Regions from separate parts of the Mus musculus genome. Here regions 1 and 2 are each linked to region 3. A link is a contact called in public HiChIP or PLAC-seq and Micro-C data. All regions are on one chromosome and are shown on one strand. Each heading gives the region's core, a stretch centred on a gene start, on an enhancer-like site or on the middle of the called end of the contact. The rest is flanking DNA. Distances are from core to core; before and after follow the strand shown. Region 1 holds the start of Phf20 (PHD finger protein 20). Region 2 holds the start of Gss (glutathione synthetase). Region 3 holds the start of Uqcc1 (ubiquinol-cytochrome c reductase complex assembly factor 1).

Region 1 (3,851 bases), core at 689-3,188, 270 kb before region 3:
AGCTCAGGGTGGGGTAACTATAAGAACTGCCCTGAGGAATAAAAAAGAAGAGGCCACAGACGAAGTGTTTTGCAGCTATGCACTCAACACAGGAAGGAAGGCCCAAGAGCCCGGGAGAGCACATTAGGGAATGAGGTTCCAAAGAGGGAAGGGAACTTAAGACTGAAACTATCTTGATGGCAGAAAAGCTACAAAGAAAAACAAACAAAGAGGGAGAAAGAAAAAGAAAAAAGAAAGAGAGAAAGAGACAGCCTGGCGTGGTGGCGCATGCCTTTAATCCCAGCACTTGGGAGGCAGAGGCAGGCGGATTTCTGAGTTCCAAGTCAGCCTGGTCTACAGAGTGAGTTCCAGGACAGCCAGGGCTACACAGAGAAACCCTTGGGGGGGCGGGGGGGGGGGGGGGGGACACGACACGGACTGTCTAGCTAGATGCCTCAGCACTTAAAGCCAAGAATGACCATCTGAGTTCGATCTCTAAGTCCCACAAATTGGAAGCAGAGGGATAACTTCCTGGAATTTGCACAGGCCAAATAAATATGGCTTTCAACTAGGAAAAAAAAAAAGGAAGCTGTGGGAAAAATGGGTGGGTGGGGGGTGCACCACATTTAGGAATGAAAGGATTCAGGAGAAAAGTGTGCCAGAAGTACTTGCTGCGCCCCAAAGGTGGTCTGTTTCCTGCTAAAAGAGGCGCATCTCAAACCTTAAAGGGACACTGAAAGCAAAGATACTCTCAGATAGGAAAACAAATCCCCTCCCCCCCCCCCCCGGAGAAACAAGGTAGCTTGGAGAACTCATCAAAGAGTGCAGCCCCAAGACATACTTAAGGACACGTTAGTGAAGCCCCTTACAGATGAAACTGCAAACTATGTGCCAGAAGCATCAGGATTTGGAGAAGAGCCTGAAAGGGGTGCGCATTCCACACTAAAGGACTAAGAAAAAAAGAACTGACCCCCACATTCACTAACTTCTGAAAACATACCAGAGCTGAGGCCTGGACAGAGGTCGTCCTCCCTGGAGTTGTGGGATATAATAATAATAATAAAGTATTAGATAACTTTGGTTAGTGACCTGATTTCTGAGGAACCTACTAACGGACTGGACCCCAAATTGAAAAGGGAAAACTGTTAATTAGGTTTGAATATAGGAGTGTTCCCTCAGTATGGGGGAGCAAAGAAAAGAGAGTATGATTTCAATCCGTTTTCAGGGACGGTTAGAAATCGAGAGAAAAATCCCAAGATTAGAGATTTTAAGAGTGGAGGGACGCCCAGATTTTCCAAACTACAGAGAAAGGGGACACTCCCATATACAGGGTCGTGAGGAAAGGGTGTGCTTCCCAGATCAGGATAAGAAAGGCACTTCACGAAAACCCGTCCCCGCGGCAGAGGCAGCAGCTTAGGCCTCCCCCTATCTCGCGGACTAAGCAGGGGGTGCAGCCTCAGCACCCATCCCCACCCCCACTGCCCCGTTCCGCGCCCCGGGCCCGCACCTCGCGGCCCAGCCCCCTCGGGCCCCGCTGATTGGCCTGAGCGGCCGTCATTCCCGCGGGTAGCCGCAGTGATTGGGCGACGCTCGCACGCCCGCCACGCTCTCAGCAGCGGTCCCCGGGCCTCCCTCCGGGGCTGGGTGATCCGGGGGCCAGTCGGGGAACAGGAGTGAGCCAGGGTCCCGCAGTGGCCGGGGCGTCCGTCCCCGGTCCCGCCCGCACAGCGCGCGCGCGGCACGGGGCCTGCCCCCAACACGGCCCCAACCAGCTGGCTTCGCGTCGCCGCGCCTCGCCACGAGCTCACCTCACGGCCCCGCTCCTGCTGCGCCGCTCCAGACCAACCGACAGAAGGACTGTGCGCGCTGCGCACCACGTGACCCCGGGGACGCGCCCAGCGTATCCCCCGCCCCCCACACACACGCACCATCTCCACCGCCGAGTGACGCAGCCTCCCTACAGCCCCGCCCCGGGCCCCGCCCCTCCCGGTCGCCAGGACGACAGCGCGAGCAAGCCACGCCCACCTCCCTGAAGCGGGAACGCCGAGTCCGCACTCACCCGTGACGGCTGAGGTCACCAGAAGCATTGGCCTGGGTGCTGCCTATGTACCCTCTTAGTTCTCCTTCTAAATGGTGGAAAGTCGCCCACCTCCCTCTACCCCGTCTGTCACCACGCTCCACGGAGATCGTAGTCTTTACAGCTCACTACTTTCCCTCTTCCAATCCGCTCTTCACACGCAAGAGCTTATCAGAACGACTTGTTCCTTCTCCAGAAGAAGAGCTAAATCTTCAAGATCGATTGTCACCAGTCCGCCCTCTGTGCTCTGCCCCTATCAAGTCCTCATCTGAACCTTCTCACCTCTGCCTTTGCTCTCTCTCATCCTTAGAAAAGGATTCCAACGGGAACTGAAAAGAAAAAGCCGAATTTTGTCTCTAGGGAGCAAGGTCCAAGATGCCGCCACAACAAAAAAGAGGTTTCTCCAGTGGGACTTAGCAAGTGCTAACGAGAAGTGGTAAAATTGCTATTTACTGAGGCGATCATGCTTTGATTTGACACTGGGAGCAACCAAACTTGCACTTCTTAAATTATGTCTAATCGCATCATGTCCCTACACTACTTGTCAATCTAAGCCTTTGCTCATCTAACCACACTTGATGCTGTTTTTGTTTGTTTGTTTGTTTGTTTCTGAAACAGTTTCAATATGTGTAGCCTTGGCTAGACTGGAAATCAGTGTATAGACAGGTTTGTCTTGAACTCACAGTGATCCACATTTCTGCCCCTGACATACTGAGATTAAAGTCATTGTTCACTGTTTTCGTGTAGTGCCAGCCTGTTCTACAGAGTGAGTTCCACCACAGCCAGAGCTATACAGAGAAACCCTGTCTCAAAAAAAAAAAAAAGTCATTCTTCACACAAAAGCATAGCTCTCCAAGCAAAACATTTGCCCCCCCCCCCCAAAAAAAAAAGCCGGGCGGTGGTGGCAGCGTACACCTTTAATCCCAGTACTTGGGAGGCCAGCCTGGTCTACAGAGTGAGTTCCAGGACAGCCAGGAGTATACAAAGAAACCAAAAATAAAAAATAAAAATAAGATAAAATAAAAATTTTATTAGTAGAGCCCAGGTGTGGTGGCTCCTTTAATCCCATACATAGAAAATTCTAGGACAGCTAGGGTTATGAAGAGAAAGCCTCTCTCAAAGAGAACACTCTCTTACCTCTTATTCTCTTGCTCTTACTCTCAGCCTTCCCTACTCTCTTCCTCTCTCTGCCTTTCTACAATAAATGCCTTAAAACCAAAAAAAAAAAAAGGCCAGGCGTGGTGGCACAAGACTTTAATCCCAGCACTCAGGAGGCAGGTGGATTTCTGAGTTTGAGGCCAGCCTGGTCTACAAAGTGAGTTCCAGGAGGACAGCCAGGGCTACACAGAGAAATCCTGTCTCAAAGAAGAAAAACAAAAACAAAAACAAAAAATGAGAGAGAGAGAGAGAGTAAGAAAAAAAACAAAACACAAAAGCACAAAACAACAAGAAATTAGTAGAAACATTAAGTAAGTAGTTAGAGTAAAATGGAGTAATCTCAGCTGGAGGGCTTAAATGCTATGTGGTAGCATTCTTAGCCCTTCCATTGGTGGAGAATAGGGCTTTGTTAACTATACAGTTCATGGCTTGTCTTTTATTGGGATCCTAGATCTGACACACAGATGGGCCTTTAGAAGCCCAGGAGAAACCAGCTCTGAGACCTGCAACATTCCAAACCCTCCACAGTCACTGTTTTCAGCCATCTGAAGCTGGAGGCCTAGTTGGTTTTGTTATCAGGAATTCCTCACTGTGTGATCCACAGGACACCACCCTGACCCCTTTCTTTTGTAAACAA
Region 2 (4,072 bases), core at 930-3,429, 340 kb after region 3:
GACAAAGAGAAGTAATTCCATGCACTGATGACTGGTATGAAAAAAAAAAACCTTCATGTGACAGACAGGGGTGGTGGTGGTGAACATCTGAGTGACAATGACAGACAGGGGTGGTCATGTGATGGTGACGTCTGAGTGACAGACAAGGAGACAGTTGTGCTAAAATTTAGCAGTAAATCATCCAAGGAGAGGAGCGGGAAGGGGCTACGATTTCCCGGGATGGCAAGTCCTTCATTCCCTCTTATTATCAACCAGGTCACTTTGGACAAGTTAGATCACCTCTCAGGCTCAGCTGCCATATCTACAAAACAGAAATGAAGCCACTTCACCTCCCACAATGTGAGGAGACCCAGCCAAAGGGCCATTAACATCTGGGTCCTCCCCAAATGTCACCCATAATCACCAGATAGACCATTGCTGATCCATCTTAGAAGAAAGGAAGCTGTATAGAGAGTCCTGGGCCTTGGTGCTTTTGTTTTTATTATAATTTCATTTTTGTTTGTTTTGGTTTTGAGATAAGATCTAACTAACTCTGGCTGGCCTGGAACTGGTTATGTAAACCAGGCTGGTCTAGAACTCACTGAGATCCTCCTGCCTCTGCCTTCCAAAGGCTGGAATTAAAGGTACAAGCCAGCACTTACTCCCTGCGTACTGTAATTCATTTAGTACCAGAAATAGCTACCTTTACCTCTGGTTAATACAGTGACTTTTGTCTGTCAGTCGGGGCAGCTGCTTCCTACCTGGTCATTATAGAAGCAATAAGAAAAAGGTATCAGACCACAAACATTATTCTGGCAACAGCCAGATCACCTCCCTGCCAACTCTGTCCCATTCATACGAGACATCTGGAGGGCTGTCCTTCCTAGACTGGAGAGAGGCACCTGCTTTATCTAAAGAGTTGGAAGGATTTTGGTCCCTGGGTTAGGCCACTGATTTACAGTCAGTAGAAATTCTCCTTCATAAATCTCTCTTCAATTTGACATTCCCCCTCCCCTTTTTTCCCTTCACAGCGATGGCTTGGAGCCTCACCAACTTACAGCTAACTCTGGATCATGTCTGTCTGTACCTAATATATAGAATGGCGTCTTGTCTCTGCTAAATCTCCAGCCTCAAGGTTTCTTCCTGAGGCCAGCTCTTAACAGCCTGCCCCACACTCTAGAGCCCACCTTTTATTTACACCAAACCAATTAGGAGTTTGCTATCTTAGGCATAATTCCCTAGGGTTTGATCAGATACATTCATTTCAGGAAAATTTTTATCAGAAAGGAACATCTTTTTTTAAAATCAGGTATATATAGTGGCTATTCCTGATTGTCAACTTGACTATATCTGGAATGAACTACAATCCAGAATTGGAAGGTTCACCTGTGATCCTAATCTGGAGACTGGGAGATACAAGTTTCTGACCTGGATCTTGGCATGGAGATCTTGAGGCCTAGTGACTATGAATTCCAGAAGATTAAGACAGGGAGACCTCTGAGTTTAAGGTCATCTGGGACAAAGCAAGTCCCAGATCCAGGCACACACTTTTAATCTGAGCCACACCTTCTGATGGAGACCTACATAAGGACATTGGAAGAAGGAAGATTAGCTCTTCTTTGCCCTGCTTGCCTTGTGGGACTGAGCTAGATCCTTGGACTGACATTCACAGCTGCTGTTGACCATTGTTGGGGAGTTGGACTACAGACTGTAAGTCATCTACAAATTCCCTCACTATATAGAGACTACCCATAAGTTCTGTGACTAGAGAACCCTGACTAATACAAGATAACTCAGATTTTGAATCAACCTCTCACAGTCTAGGGAAAACAAAGTTAAATTACTGTAGGTTGCCAGAGGATGAGGGGTCTGTATAGAGGGAAGAGGATAATGAACTTGCATATTTACAAACAGCCCCATGGGGGCTGAAGACAGGGGTGGCTAAGAGAACTTTTGCTCTGGGTTCCCAGAGGATGCGACGCTCTCTTCTGCCTTTGAGTGTCCCCATCTCACAGCGTGCCACTAGCTCTAACTCTCTGGGAACTAAGCTAACAGGTAGCATCCCGCCGTTGTAGCCACAACCAAGGCTCTCCCTAGAGTACCGACGTATTCCTTAAAGCCCAGGTCACTGCTCATGTAATGCCCCTTCCCGGCCGCCGTCCAGTTCCATAAACACAGGGCTCCTTCCCCACCCCTCCTCTTTAGCCTTGCGGGGCGGTCTGCGCAGGCGCACTGGGTCGTACCGAAGCCCCGCCCCCCGAGCCCGGGTAACGGCGTGCGGAGTTTGAGCTTGGCGAGCAGCTGGACAACGAGCGAGTAAGTCGGGGCTTCGCGACGGCGGCTGGCGAGGGTCAAGTTTCCTTGGGAGGAGAGCGGTGAGGGAGGGGTCTGAGAGCGATTAGAACGCGGCGAGCGGGCAGATGACGCGGTGGCTGGGAACGCGGCGAGCACCGGGAAACTTGTGTCCAGTGAGGGGCTTGTGCTGGGCGTGCTGAACCTAGATTTCCAGATCGCCGGTTCCCAGCTCGGACACTGTTAGCGAGGCTAGAGCCAGAGTTCTAGGGAAAATAAACAAGCCACCATCAAAAACTGGGAGAGATCAGGAACAAACTTTGTCTAGGGATGGGGAGCGGACGGGGCCCATCACGGGGACAAGACAGGACAAGCGACTGTGTTGTAGCCCGAGGCCCTGAGCCCGCACTCGCCTCGCCCAGGGGATTAAAGTCCAACGGGATTTCTGTGTGGGCGTTTTAAAGTTTTTCGTGATTCATTCACCACTTACTTATTTAACCTTCAATGAAGTATCAAGGCAAATGCTATTTTTATGATAGAGGTACGAACCTGGACAGAGAAATCCGGCGATGGCTTCCAAAACAGAATCAAGAGTTGGGGGTACAGAGGCTGGGGATGTAGCTCAGTGGGAGAACCTTTAAGCCACGAGGAAAGCAGGAAAGCGAGGAAAGCAGGAAAGCGTCATCATCCAAGATCTGAAAGTAAGAGAGAGAGGCTGGTGTGTTTTAGTCACTTAAGATGCCTTTACTACTCTGAAAGTGCCCAGGAAGAGGAGTGGGTTGGCAGTAGAGGCAGACATGAGGGAATTCAAAGCGCTGCATTTAGTCAGCAGAATCCACAGGACTGGAAGAAATGGGCTGTAAGAGAAAAGTGCACGTGAGGCTGGGATGTCAGGGTGAGACTCATTAGAGGAGGACCGCCCCAGGGAGCAGGAGGAGTGTTCTAGATTGAAAACCAGGAAAGAACTTGCTGTGTAAATACAAACTTGAGTGTCACCAGCCAAACAAGTCACAGAACAGTTAAATCTGTAGAAAGGAAAACAAGGGGCCCAGTTAGCATTGTCTAGTTATTACTAGTATAGTGTTTTTGTTCATGAATATGCATGGACACCCAAACACTGGTGTGTGTGTGTGTGTGTGTGTATGTATGTGTGTGTGTGAGATGCAGATGTGCTGTCAGTGTTTGTATGTGAGGGTGCCCTGAGCATCAGGTGTCTTCCCTGATCAGTGCACTTCCTCTCTGCACCTCTGGGATTATAGCCTGCTCACTATCTGCCCAGGATTTATGTGCATAATTGGGGGTCTGAGCTCTTTACCTGCTAGCCCCCTCCTTCGCCCTCTACCTTATTTTTTTTGTTTTTAAAGACAGGGCCTTACTGAACCTGGAGCTCACTCGCATTCACTAACCAGCAAGCTGCAAATGTCCAGCTGTCATGATCTCCCCAGCACTGCAAGTTCAAAGCTAGCCTAGCCTGAGCGCCAGGCCAGCCAGGGCTGTATCTCCAACAGCATTTGAGCTAACAAGTTTCATTACTTCTTTTCCTGGTCAGGATCTTGCTCTGTCACCCAGGCTGGCCTCCAACTCAGCAATCCTCCACTCTCAGCCTCCCAAGCACTGGTCTCACAGGCAGGCATGACCACACCCAGCTGAATAGTTGACTAATTAAGCTCTCTGCTTTGAAGGCTATGGGGCATGATGTTGGCTTCAATCCCACTACTGTGTTCCATCTTTTATGGGTGCCGAGGATAGACTTCTCATGTTTGTGTGGCTAGCACCTTACCCACAGAGCCATTGCTTCAGC
Region 3 (3,851 bases), core at 845-3,344:
TCCAGAAGGAGGCGGAAATGTTGGCCACAGGACACAAAATGTAACTTAGAGAGAAAGAAAGAATAAATTCAAGAGGCCTCTTATAGTTTGATGACTATAGTTAACTGCTCTCTCTCACATATATTTATGAATACGTATATATAGGTAATATATGTATATAAACACATATATGTGTGTATATATGTGTGTGTATATATATCACAAGTTTCTTTGTGTAGCTCTGGTTGGCCTGGAACTCACTGTGTAGACCAGGCTGGTCAAACTCAAGAGATCCACCTGCCTCTGCCTTCCTAGTGCTGGAATTAAAGGTATGCGTCACTACCACCAGGTGTATTTTATTTTTCGAATTACTTTTCTTTCTTTCTTCCTTTCTTTTCTTTCTTTCTTTCTTTCTTTCTTTCTTTCTTTCTTTCTTTCTTTCTTTCTTTCTTTCTTTCTTTCTTTCTTTCTTTCTTTCTTTCTTTCTTTCTTTTAAAGAATTATTCATTATATGTATATGAGTACACTGTACTTGTCTTCAAAGCACCAGAAGAGGGCATCAGATTCCATTACAGATGGTTGTGAGCTACCACATGTTTACTGGGAATTCAACTCAGGCAGTCAGTGCTCCTAACCACTGAGCCATCTTTCTAGCCCAGAGCATGTTTTTTTTTTTTTTTTTTTTTTTCTTTTCTTTTTTTTAGGCAGAACCCATTTCCTGGCATTTCCTCAGCAGCTGCAGGGGTCCCTCACATAAGCAAGCAGTTTAACAGAAGCTGGGGTAAGCAGTTAGCTGGAGGGGGAGGTTGGCACAAGCAGGAGCCAAGACAGGTTAACTAGGGCATCCTGACCTTGGGTTCCTAGAATAGAGTTGGGTAATTTCCCACAGGAGTCTCCATCAAGGAGATCAAATTCTAATTAAACCTGAAATGGCCTCAGCAAGAATACAAGACGGAGGAATTGCTCCATTGTCTTACTCTGTCACAAGGTTAATTTAGTCATTTCACACGCAAACATTTAAAAACCAGAAACTCGATAAATATACAGAATTTTGCCAGGTGTGGTAGCAGTTGGGAGACAGAGGCAAACCAAACCAAACCAAACCAAAATTGAGAGGCTGGACATAGTATCATAGGCACTCAGGAGATGAATGCATTTCAAGGCTAGCCTCAGCTACATAGAGCCTGAGGTCAGCCTGGGCTACATCAAATTTTATTTAAAAGGGAGAAAGAAGGGGGCAAAAGATCACCCTGAATCCCACTTTACCTCTCAGTTTCTCCTATAGGCTTTATCCTGCTAAGCTGGCCAAGTAATCACCCATATTGTTTTTATTAGCTATTTATTGTTTCCTTCATATCAGGTGTTTTTTTGTTTGGTTGGTTTTTTTGTTTTTGTTTTTTTACGAGTTGTCTGCCCAGACCTACGCTACCGGTACTTGCCCCACTAACTCACAAGCTCCTCAGCGTTGTCCACACCTTTTTGGTATCCAGTGCAGGCTAAATGAACACTGAATACTCAGTAGGTCTTTATTGACTGGTGGACAGGAAGTGCTTCAGCCTCTAAGCTCTGGCTCCTGGTCAGTCACTGAAGCAGCAATGTCTTCTCTTGTCCACTTCTCATGGGATGTAAGCGTTCTTTGACTGAGACAATCTACTTGCCCATTGCCACAGACAACTCCTCGCATCCTTCTTTCTCCTCAATTACTAATTTTGCTTTGTTTGTTTGTTTGTTTTGTTTTGGAGCCAAGGGTTTCTCCTGGCTGTCCTGGAACTCACTCTGTGGACAAGGCTGTCTTCTAACTCAGAGATCAGCCTGTCTGTGCCTCTTGAGTACTGGGGTTAAAGGCGTGTGCCACAATGCTTGGCCTTCCTTTACTAAGTCTTTCCTATCAGTCAGTATTCAAAGATGTGTTACAGCCAAGCACGAGCCTCAAGCTCCTCTTCTGTCGAGCGTCAGGTCAGTACTTGACCACCTCCTTTTCTGGCTTTCCAGGACTGTGCCCTTAGGTTCTCAGACTCCCAGGCCTCTTTTTTAACTATTGGGAAGTCTGAGCCTTGTGGTCTCCTGGGGGCGGAGTCAGGAAAGAAATGGCTGTTAGGGGTTAACGGAAGGATGAGAGGGATGTGAGAGGCCAGGCCGGGGTGTGTGTAGAGGAAGAACGTGAGCCCTTGTGACGCGCAGCAGCGACTTAAGACCGGCGAGGAGTCTCGCGTCCTGGAACCTCATTCAGATCCACGGCAGGAAAACCGCGGGTGCGCAGTTGCGAAAACTACGCCTGCGCCGCCTCCAGAGCCTGACTACCTTTAGCAAGGGGACAGCGGCTGAGTGGGTGGTGACAATCGGGATTCCGGAAGCCCACCTTTCACCCGGAAATGATTGTGGAGGAACATGGCGTTGCTGGTGCGAGTCCTTGTGAGTGCAGGAGTACTTTTCTAGAGACGCACGCGCGTCTCCAGGTTGGGCTTGGAGAGGGCGGGGCGGGAGGAGCTGGGGAGAAATGGGGGAGCCTGTGCTGTAGCTCCTTTGCGTGGTCGCCTTTCCCCAGGGAAACTGAAGCACCTTTCCACTTCTCCTTACCCCTGTTTTGGCCTTGACTCCACCTTTTTAGAAGGTAGTGGCCTCGGATCTTTATGTAATGAGGATCGTTCTTCAGGATAAAAACACGTGGGGCACTGACTGGAATAGGGGGTTGCGGGGAAGACCGGGGGAGGTGGGTCCAGTCCATGACTGTCACTGTGCAGTGTGACCTTGAGTAAGATACTGGATGGTCCCTGGTCCATGTGAAAAATAAGGACATTTCTCTGTTACAGGCCCCTTTGGATTCTGAGGTTTAGTTTGTTGTAGAAACTTTAAATGAATTTTTACTTGTATAGTTCAGTGGAATGCACAAGTTATTAGAGCAAAAGCTGCAGGAGAAACTGCCCCGTGGCTTTCTCTTTGCCCAGCGTATTTGGCCCAACCTAACACTTGTTGAATGAAGGAAGGAAAGACTTCTAGACTGGTTCTAAGTCTCGTGGGGAGCTCTGTTCAATTCCCACCTGAGATTTGGTCTTAAATCCTCTGGTCTTAAATCCTCTTTAGAGTCACTACTGACTTCTAGGACGGGTTAAGAAAATGACAGAGTGGAATTGGTCCCTACTCATGAAGACATGGGCAGTTTGTAATTTAAGTCAGGCATTTACAGAACTTGGTCAAGGGCACTGTTTTACATAGCAGACATTACTCCTGCCTCTGGCTGTCTTTTGCGTTGTCCATGTGTTTTGCATCAGTTCACTCTGCATTCTACTTAGATTCCTTGCCATCCTGGCAGACTGCTTCTTCAGTTGCTGCTCAAGAGGTTTTGTTTGAGAGGCATGTGCCTGTTACCCAGAGAGTGGTTCATTTGCTGGAGTAATTACAGATGCTAACTAAGGCAGAAGTGGAATTGAGCTCTGAGGGTGACTGGGGAAAATGGTCACTGGCCTGTTGTAAATTATTTATGTGTGCACATGTGCAGCGGCTCGTGTGTGTGTGTGTGTGTGTGTGTGTGTGTGTGTGTGTGTAGTGAGGGTTAATTATTATGCATGCTAGGTAAGGAGTTTACTGCTGAGCCCTACATTATTTTTAAAGACAGATACTTTGGTGGGAGAAAGAGCAGATTGGGCCAGAGACTGAAGTGAACACCTGGATTTACCGTGGCGATTCTCGGACAGCTCTCTTAGATTTCTAGTTCCTCAGCGTTGTAGGGATTGTTACAGGTTCATTTCTTTGCTGATAGCATCCATAAAAACTATCTCTCATCGACCCTCTATTAGGTGGGCCTATTTTTCTATTTCCTGTTTATCTTTCTTGGTACAAACATGCACAAGTAAATAAGGAAAATCTCTTTTACA

What was found. A called contact is a pair of places that touch in the nucleus more often than the background predicts. HiChIP or PLAC-seq counts read pairs in DNA pulled down with a chosen protein or histone mark.
Region 1: a Micro-C map of embryonic stem cells shows a contact between it and region 3, with 2.7 times the contacts expected there. The contact joins the promoter of Phf20 here to the promoter of Uqcc1 in region 3. A contact is called at or near these places in 2 of 39 promoter capture datasets (liver and pre-B cells), 1 of 484 Hi-C or Micro-C datasets (embryonic stem cells), 3 of 115 datasets of contacts at active chromatin or transcription factors (bone marrow-derived macrophages, embryonic stem cells and memory CD8 T cells) and 1 of 9 other capture datasets (adipose tissue).
Region 2: an HNF4G HiChIP or PLAC-seq map of pancreatic cancer cells shows a contact between it and region 3. The contact joins the promoter of Gss here to the promoter of Uqcc1 in region 3. A contact is called at or near these places in 1 of 39 promoter capture datasets (hippocampal neurons) and 3 of 115 datasets of contacts at active chromatin or transcription factors (embryonic stem cells, memory CD8 T cells and pancreatic cancer cells).

Annotation. Positions count from the first base shown.
Region 1 is chr2:156,194,734-156,198,584 of GRCm38.p6, reverse strand. Phf20 (PHD finger protein 20) reads right to left here and starts at 1,938. Exons shown (of 18, transcript NM_172674.2): 1 at 1,788-1,938.
Region 2 is chr2:155,590,917-155,594,988 of GRCm38.p6, reverse strand. It overlaps Gss (glutathione synthetase), which reads left to right and starts at 2,179. Exons shown (of 13, transcript NM_008180.2): 1 at 2,179-2,295. It overlaps Gssos2 (a long non-coding RNA gene), which reads right to left. Exons shown (of 5, transcript XR_001783522.2): 4 at 2,821-2,966; 5 at 463-2,537.
Region 3 is chr2:155,928,553-155,932,403 of GRCm38.p6, reverse strand. Uqcc1 (ubiquinol-cytochrome c reductase complex assembly factor 1) reads left to right here and starts at 2,094. Exons shown (of 10, transcript NM_018888.4): 1 at 2,094-2,391. The coding sequence starts at 2,368.